2 separate regions of the Sus scrofa genome follow, and region 1 is linked to region 2. A link is a contact called in public Hi-C data. All regions are on one chromosome and are shown on one strand. Each heading gives the region's core, a stretch centred on a gene start, on an enhancer-like site or on the middle of the called end of the contact. The rest is flanking DNA. Distances are from core to core; before and after follow the strand shown.

Region 1 (2,897 bases), core at 245-2,744, 290 kb after region 2:
TCTGAATATGAGAAAATGTATTCCAAAATCAACATCTTATGGTTCTACTAAGCTGTTTTCAACATTATTTTATATTATTAAAATGCTTTAAGGTAGACAGATTACAAAAAGTGAATACCTGAATTGAAAGACATAAACATGCCTAAAATTCAAAATTATGTAAATACTTTGAAAATTAGTGTACTTTTCAAGGGATTAGATTTGACATTTTCCTGCATCTGTACCATTAAGATGAATTTATTAGATAGGTCTTGCAAATGGCCAGTAGAATTAATTTTACAAAGGTGAAAGGGAATCTGCTGGCTTTATCAATCTTGGAAAAGAATTTGTTATTTCTCCTGGACAATCGTAACCACAGATCCAAGTAATTCAAGAAAGTCCTATTTGGTGATGATGGGGTGACAATGCCATCTAGTGGCCATTTTTCACTGCAGGTGACATACCCTTTTCTGAAATAATGGGCATGCTGATGAGACTGGAGTATCATCAGAGAGGTATACTTAATCACATCTCACTGGATTATAAAGTCTTTGAGGAAGAAACCACGTCTTATGTATTGTCTTTCTTTCTGGCTCTCAGTGAGTACAGCTGACCCTTAAACGTGGGATTCAAGAGCACTGACACTCACCCCAAGTCAAAAATCCACCTATAACCTTAGAGTCAGTCCTCCCACATCTGCAAATTCAGGCAACCTGAGATCACACAAAACTTACTATAGTATGTATTTACTGAAAAACATCCATATATAACTAGACTCTTGCAGTTCAAACTCATATTGTCCAAGGATCAACTCTATTTGCTAATTTCGACATGAGATATATTTAAGACCTACTCAACTAAAAATACCAGAAAGAACTTTTCACTTCTTATCTCTTTACCTTTCCCCACCTCTAACTTTTCTACTTCTGTCAGGCTACAAAACTGTAAAAACAGCAACTGTAAAAATCATGGTGGGACTATTTAAAGTTTCTATTCCATGAACATTATCAATTTAAATAACAGAAAATAAAATTAGGCATGACTGGCTTATCCTTAATACTAGAGACTAAATAAAACAGATGACAGTGAATTCTTCCAGTGGCTAAATAAACTGCAACCAAGTTGTTTGGAGATTTTCAGAAAGATAAACATCATTATAATTATCATTCCAACAGTTACACTTTAAAGTGCCAGGCATTGTTATAAAGTGCTTTCTGCACATTGTCTCACGCAATCCTCAAAACAGCATTATAGGAATTTTCTGGTGGTGAAGCAAGTTAAGGATCCAGCACTGTCACCACTGTGGCTCAGGTCACTGGTATAGTGCAGGTTTGATTTCTGGTCCAGGAATTGCCACACCCTGTGGGTATGGCCAAATAAACAAACAAACAAAACAGTGATACAAAGTGGTTATAAATCCAATGTTAACAGTGAGAAAGCTGATGAGCCAGAAGGAAGAGAGAGGGAGAAAGAATTAAGACTTGGCTAAGGTTGTTTCTAAGAAGAAAAGCTGGTATATGAAACAAAGCAATATACCTGTTTGAGAACAAAAAACAAAAACAGTGATATTAAGATTCTTTTAAATATGTAAATATTCCTAATAAAAATTACTTGGAAAGTTGGATTGCTTTAGCAGAATTTCTAGTTACTCTTTAGAAGACATATATTGAATGAGTCAAATTTATCAAGAAAGAGGGTTTATTTATCTATTTATATGTATCTGTCTTGGTCCAAAAAATACTGAAGGTGGCTTAAGAAGGGATCAGAGTAGCTGAATGAAAAATAGTCAAGATCTTGAATAATATTACTCTCCCCAAAAGGTAGCTGCTTCCAAGCTTGATTTAATATTCTGCATGTTTTCTCTCCGTTGCTTGGTAAATATATTTGCTTCTCCTTTCTGCAATCGACGTCTGACAGCTGATTTTGCTGTTTTGTCAACTGACGTCTCACCTTCTGTTTCACCAATTCCTAGAAATATTTCATGAATTAGTATTACTAATTATTGACATTTGACAAGGTATAAACATTCAATAAAACATTTATATTGCTAATATTTTTCAAATTTCTGTTAAAAGCATATTTTAAAATTCCAAAAATTGACAGTACTATGTGAACCATCAATAAAATAAAACACCAACTGTTACAAAAACAGGAGGAATTAAATTCCTAACAAATAGATTTTAGCAAAATATAGTATGTAGTTGATAATTCTTTGAATAACAAATCATCATAGTGCCACCTAGTGTCTATAGGTAAAACTAGGAAAAACCAACCAACTCACCAACTAAAACCCCAAACTTTGTAGTGGAAAATTATGTTTGAAAGCATTTACTACTGGTCAAAACATATGCAGGAGTGCCTTCATAACTTGTGTAGAAATGACCCTGATGGTACAGTTACCCATAGAAAAGTCCTCATATAGTTTCTGGAAGAAACAGTATGTTTTCACATGGTGAATAACCATAAATTCAAGTTCTCTCTTATCACTCAAGACATAGGCTGCTAATCTCACATGATTTACAAGATGAAGAAAAATCTGACCAGTCCATTCACAATAACTTTTTTCTTTCCTGTGAATCACTATAGCTTGTTATTTAATTGTAATATAACCTTGCCATCATCCAACCAGTCTCCTAAAGAAAGAAGTGCTGAAACTGTTGAAGCAAGGGTCTCTTCTTAACAGGCCCTATCCTATGCTAGCACAAAGAATCATTTATTAAAATTTTGTCAAGGTAAAAATTAAAGAGTAATGGATTTGAGAGATAAAAAGGGATAGAAAAACTAGTCTATCAAATGTATTTCCTGGACTATAACTCTGGGTCACGTAAGTTAAATGTAAACTTTGGATTATTTTACGTAGCATTTAGGTAAATGGGCTTTAATAAGTGATCCCTCTTTTTTCAGTCTAATGATTCTCA
Region 2 (3,267 bases), core at 330-2,829:
CTGTGGCGTAGGCCAGCAGCTACAGCTCCAATTCGACCCCTACTCTGCGAACCTCCATATGCTATGGGTGTGGCCCTAAAAAGACAAAAAAAAAAAAAAGAGGCGAACAAAGCAGACAAATACCCTGTTTTCAGGGAGCTCATGTTCCAGTGCGGAGACAGATGAAACAAACAAATCAATACATAGAGGAGTTCCCTTTGTGGCTCGGCAGAAACGAATCTGACTGGCATCCATGAGGATGCAGGTTCGATCCCTGGTCTTGCTCAGTGGATTAAGGATCCAGCTTTGCCATGAGCTATGGTGTAGGTCACAGATGAGGCTCAGATCTGGCATTGCTGTGGCCGTAGGCCAACAGCTACAGCTCCGATTTGATCCCTAGCCTGGGAACCTCCATATGCTGTGAGTGTGGCCCTAAAAAAAAAGACCAAAAAAAAAAAATGTATCAAACCACCAGGAACCAGTAAATGCTGAGAAAACAAAAGCAGACTACAGGGATAGACTGGGTGGTGGTAGGAGCGCATTGAAGGAGAGTCTCTGAGCAAGAGACAGAGAAGACGAGGATGAAGGGACATGTGAATTCCCTAAGCAGCAAGCATCCCAAAGCTTGCTCTCTTATCAGGAAATAAAAAGATTAGAAACCTCTTATAGTAAGAAAAAGAAATGTTTTTTAGCCGCCCCTGTGGCATGTAGGAAGTTCCCCAGGCCAGGGATTGAACCAAGCCACAGCAGTGACAACACTGAATCCTTAACCTCTAAGGGAAGTCCAAGACATAGTTTTAAACAGTGAATTTTGCAGTCACCCAGACCCTACTCCACTTCCTGATGGCCCCATTTCTTCATCCTCTGTCACCACTTCTGTTCTCACGGGCAGGGGAGAGTTCTGAGAACACACAGACATGGGTCTTGTGACATGGAATGACGAGGTATTTCTTGTCACAGAGCTACCCCCCCCAAAGCTTCTTCACCCCTCCCTTCCCCACTGCAGAAATAGATTTCCAAAAACCTCCAGGTTTTTTAGCCCATGTGCCTCTTCTTTTTCGTGTCCCCTCTCCTCCAGTTACCTGTTTGCATCTGTAACCCCACCTCATGGTACCCCTTTAACTATAGGAAATGCCACTCTGAGGGACCCCATCCAGGCCTGTGCCACTTTCTAGGAGTAAGCTACCTCCTTGTTTTTCCCCCTTCTACTTTAAGTTTTTCATCCAGGTTGAAATCATAAAATGTAGAAAGAAAAAATGATAAAATATAAAAAGGGAAAAAAAATAGTCCAAGACCTAACAGGGATCTAATCATGGCAGCATTTGAATACTGAACCAAAGCATAGACTACAACTAGCAATAATACCCAGCAGGAAAAGGCATGAAAACCAGCATAGGAAGGAGGCCTAAAGACAGCAGGAACCAAGCTCACTATATTTCACTTGAGAACACCACTCATGGGTGCATGGCCCTTTAATGCAACAGGATGTAAACAAAACGCCAGACAGGCTTTGAAAGAGGTCATGGGGCCCATAGGCAGCCAGTGGGCTGCACATGGTCTCCCCACAGGAACTGCCTCTGTGCGTAAACAGAGGAAACCATAGGGAGGAGGTTTTGAGCAGCGAGGTGGCGTGACCAAGCAGTGGTGAAAGCATTAACCTGCTGGCAGGCATCATACAAGTGGCCTGCAAGGGCACGTCTTGAGAAGCAGCAAGACTTGTTTGAAGGCCGTTGCAAGGAGTAAGGAGGATCTGGGCTGCTTTAATGACTGTGGGGAAAAAAATTTTTTTTTAAGTCGGGTAAAATGAGATTAAAAAGGAAGACTCAACAGGACTTGGTAACAAACCCAAGTGGAGCAGAATCAAAAGAGTGATAGGGTCCAATCCTAGACAATGAAGGAGGGCTTGAAGCAGATGAACTTAAAGCAAAAAGCACCCACCTGGGGGAGGAAGACATTGTTTGAGTTGTTAGTAGAACATTCAGGTGAAGACGGTCCATCAGGCTTTTGGAACCAGAGCAGCTGAAACCGGAAAGGAGGGATCAGGAGATAAATGCAGGACAGATGAGGATAAAGGCGAAATCTCTGCCCTTGAACATGTTCTCCAAGGAAAAGAGTAAAGTGGGAAAAGAGCAGAGAACAGAGGTTTTATCTTTGTGGAAGGCCTGTATCCAGGGTGGTAAGGAGGAGGAGGAGGCCCCAAAAGATGGGGAGATATGCAGCTGGAGAACAGCCCCTTTATGCCCAGGAGGTAAGAGGTTACAGAGAAAAGCCAGGGATAATGACCTCTGGTAAAGCCCACAGAAGCTGGCTGGGAGTTTCCTTTTCAAGTAGATGGACAGAGATCAGATTGCATGGTAATATGGACACAGCACAGGGGGGAATTCAAGATCATGTCTTAAAATAACTCAGCATTTAAAAAAACAAACAAACAACAACAACAACAAAAACCCCCTAGGTCTGAGGGCTTTGCATCTGGGAATATGGGAATAGGAAAGATAAAGCAGCAGGGATAGCAGCCTCTGAGATGCTAGAGTCCTAGCCGGCCTTGCCATGGTGTGGCCTTTACTCTGAAACCTGCTTCTTAGCTACATTTATGCAAAGTTCTAAGTCTTACCAGAATAGAAAGTGAAAGCAAAAATAAATTCCCCTCCGTTCAAATCTGCAACCACATGGATTAAGGTAATATTTCTCTTGAATTTCTTTTAAAATCCTTGTTTTTAGTGAGAATAATGACCTGACTTGAATGTATAAAACTTCTGTATTGAGGAGCGCTTGCAATCTCAGGTGAGGATCTGGGGAAGGCGGGCAAATCTGGCGTTACTGTGTTGGAAAGCATGTGCAGTTAAGGACAGGGTTTAAGAAATTTTCTGTTTCACTGACCCACTCTCTTTGGGAGATTCTCTTCGTTTTTTTCCCCCAGATGTTTGTTGCAGATTTCATTGTCTCCAATCCCCAGATATCTTGTTCCCTGCAATAAAGTGCCATGTAAAGGAAGGGTCAATGAGCCGTATTTTAGTCCTGATTCTTCATCAAGCTTTCTGTGTTTGCAACAGTCACTCACCTCCAGGTTTTTTAGCTGGACACTAAGGACTTGTACTAGCCAGCTTTTAAAATTCTTATCAGTTCCAAAGTTAAAGACCACATGAGTAGCTATCAGAGCCTTTCTCCACTCTCACCAAAATACATACCTTCCTTTGGGTGTGTCTGCTACATGTTACGGCAGAACTCCAAAATTTAGGCCAGAGAATGCGAGTTTTAAGAACCACCTAATAATTTAACATTAAATGT

The links. A called contact is a pair of places that touch in the nucleus more often than the background predicts.
Region 1: a Hi-C map of mesenteric adipose tissue shows a contact between it and region 2, with 2.1 times the contacts expected there. The contact joins the promoter of LIX1 here to the promoter of ERAP2 in region 2. A contact is called at or near these places in 2 of 5 promoter capture datasets (fetal liver and liver), 13 of 47 Hi-C or Micro-C datasets (embryonic fibroblasts, epiblast stem cells, fetal heart ventricle and 8 more) and 2 of 2 datasets of contacts at active chromatin or transcription factors (alveolar macrophages and skeletal muscle).

The regions. Positions count from the first base shown.
Region 1 is chr2:103,800,385-103,803,281 of Sscrofa11.1, forward strand. LIX1 (protein limb expression 1 homolog) reads right to left here and starts at 1,495. Exons shown (of 8, transcript XM_003123811.5): 1 at 1-1,495. RIOK2 (serine/threonine-protein kinase RIO2) reads right to left here. Exons shown (of 16, transcript XM_021085153.1): 15 at 1,908-1,947; 16 at 1,660-1,905. The coding sequence ends at 1,784.
Region 2 is chr2:103,508,846-103,512,112 of Sscrofa11.1, forward strand. ERAP2 (endoplasmic reticulum aminopeptidase 2) reads left to right here and starts at 1,580. Exons shown (of 17, transcript XM_021085395.1): 1 at 1,580-2,658. LOC110259692 (a long non-coding RNA gene) reads right to left here. Exons shown (of 3, transcript XR_002342061.1): 1 at 2,860-3,267.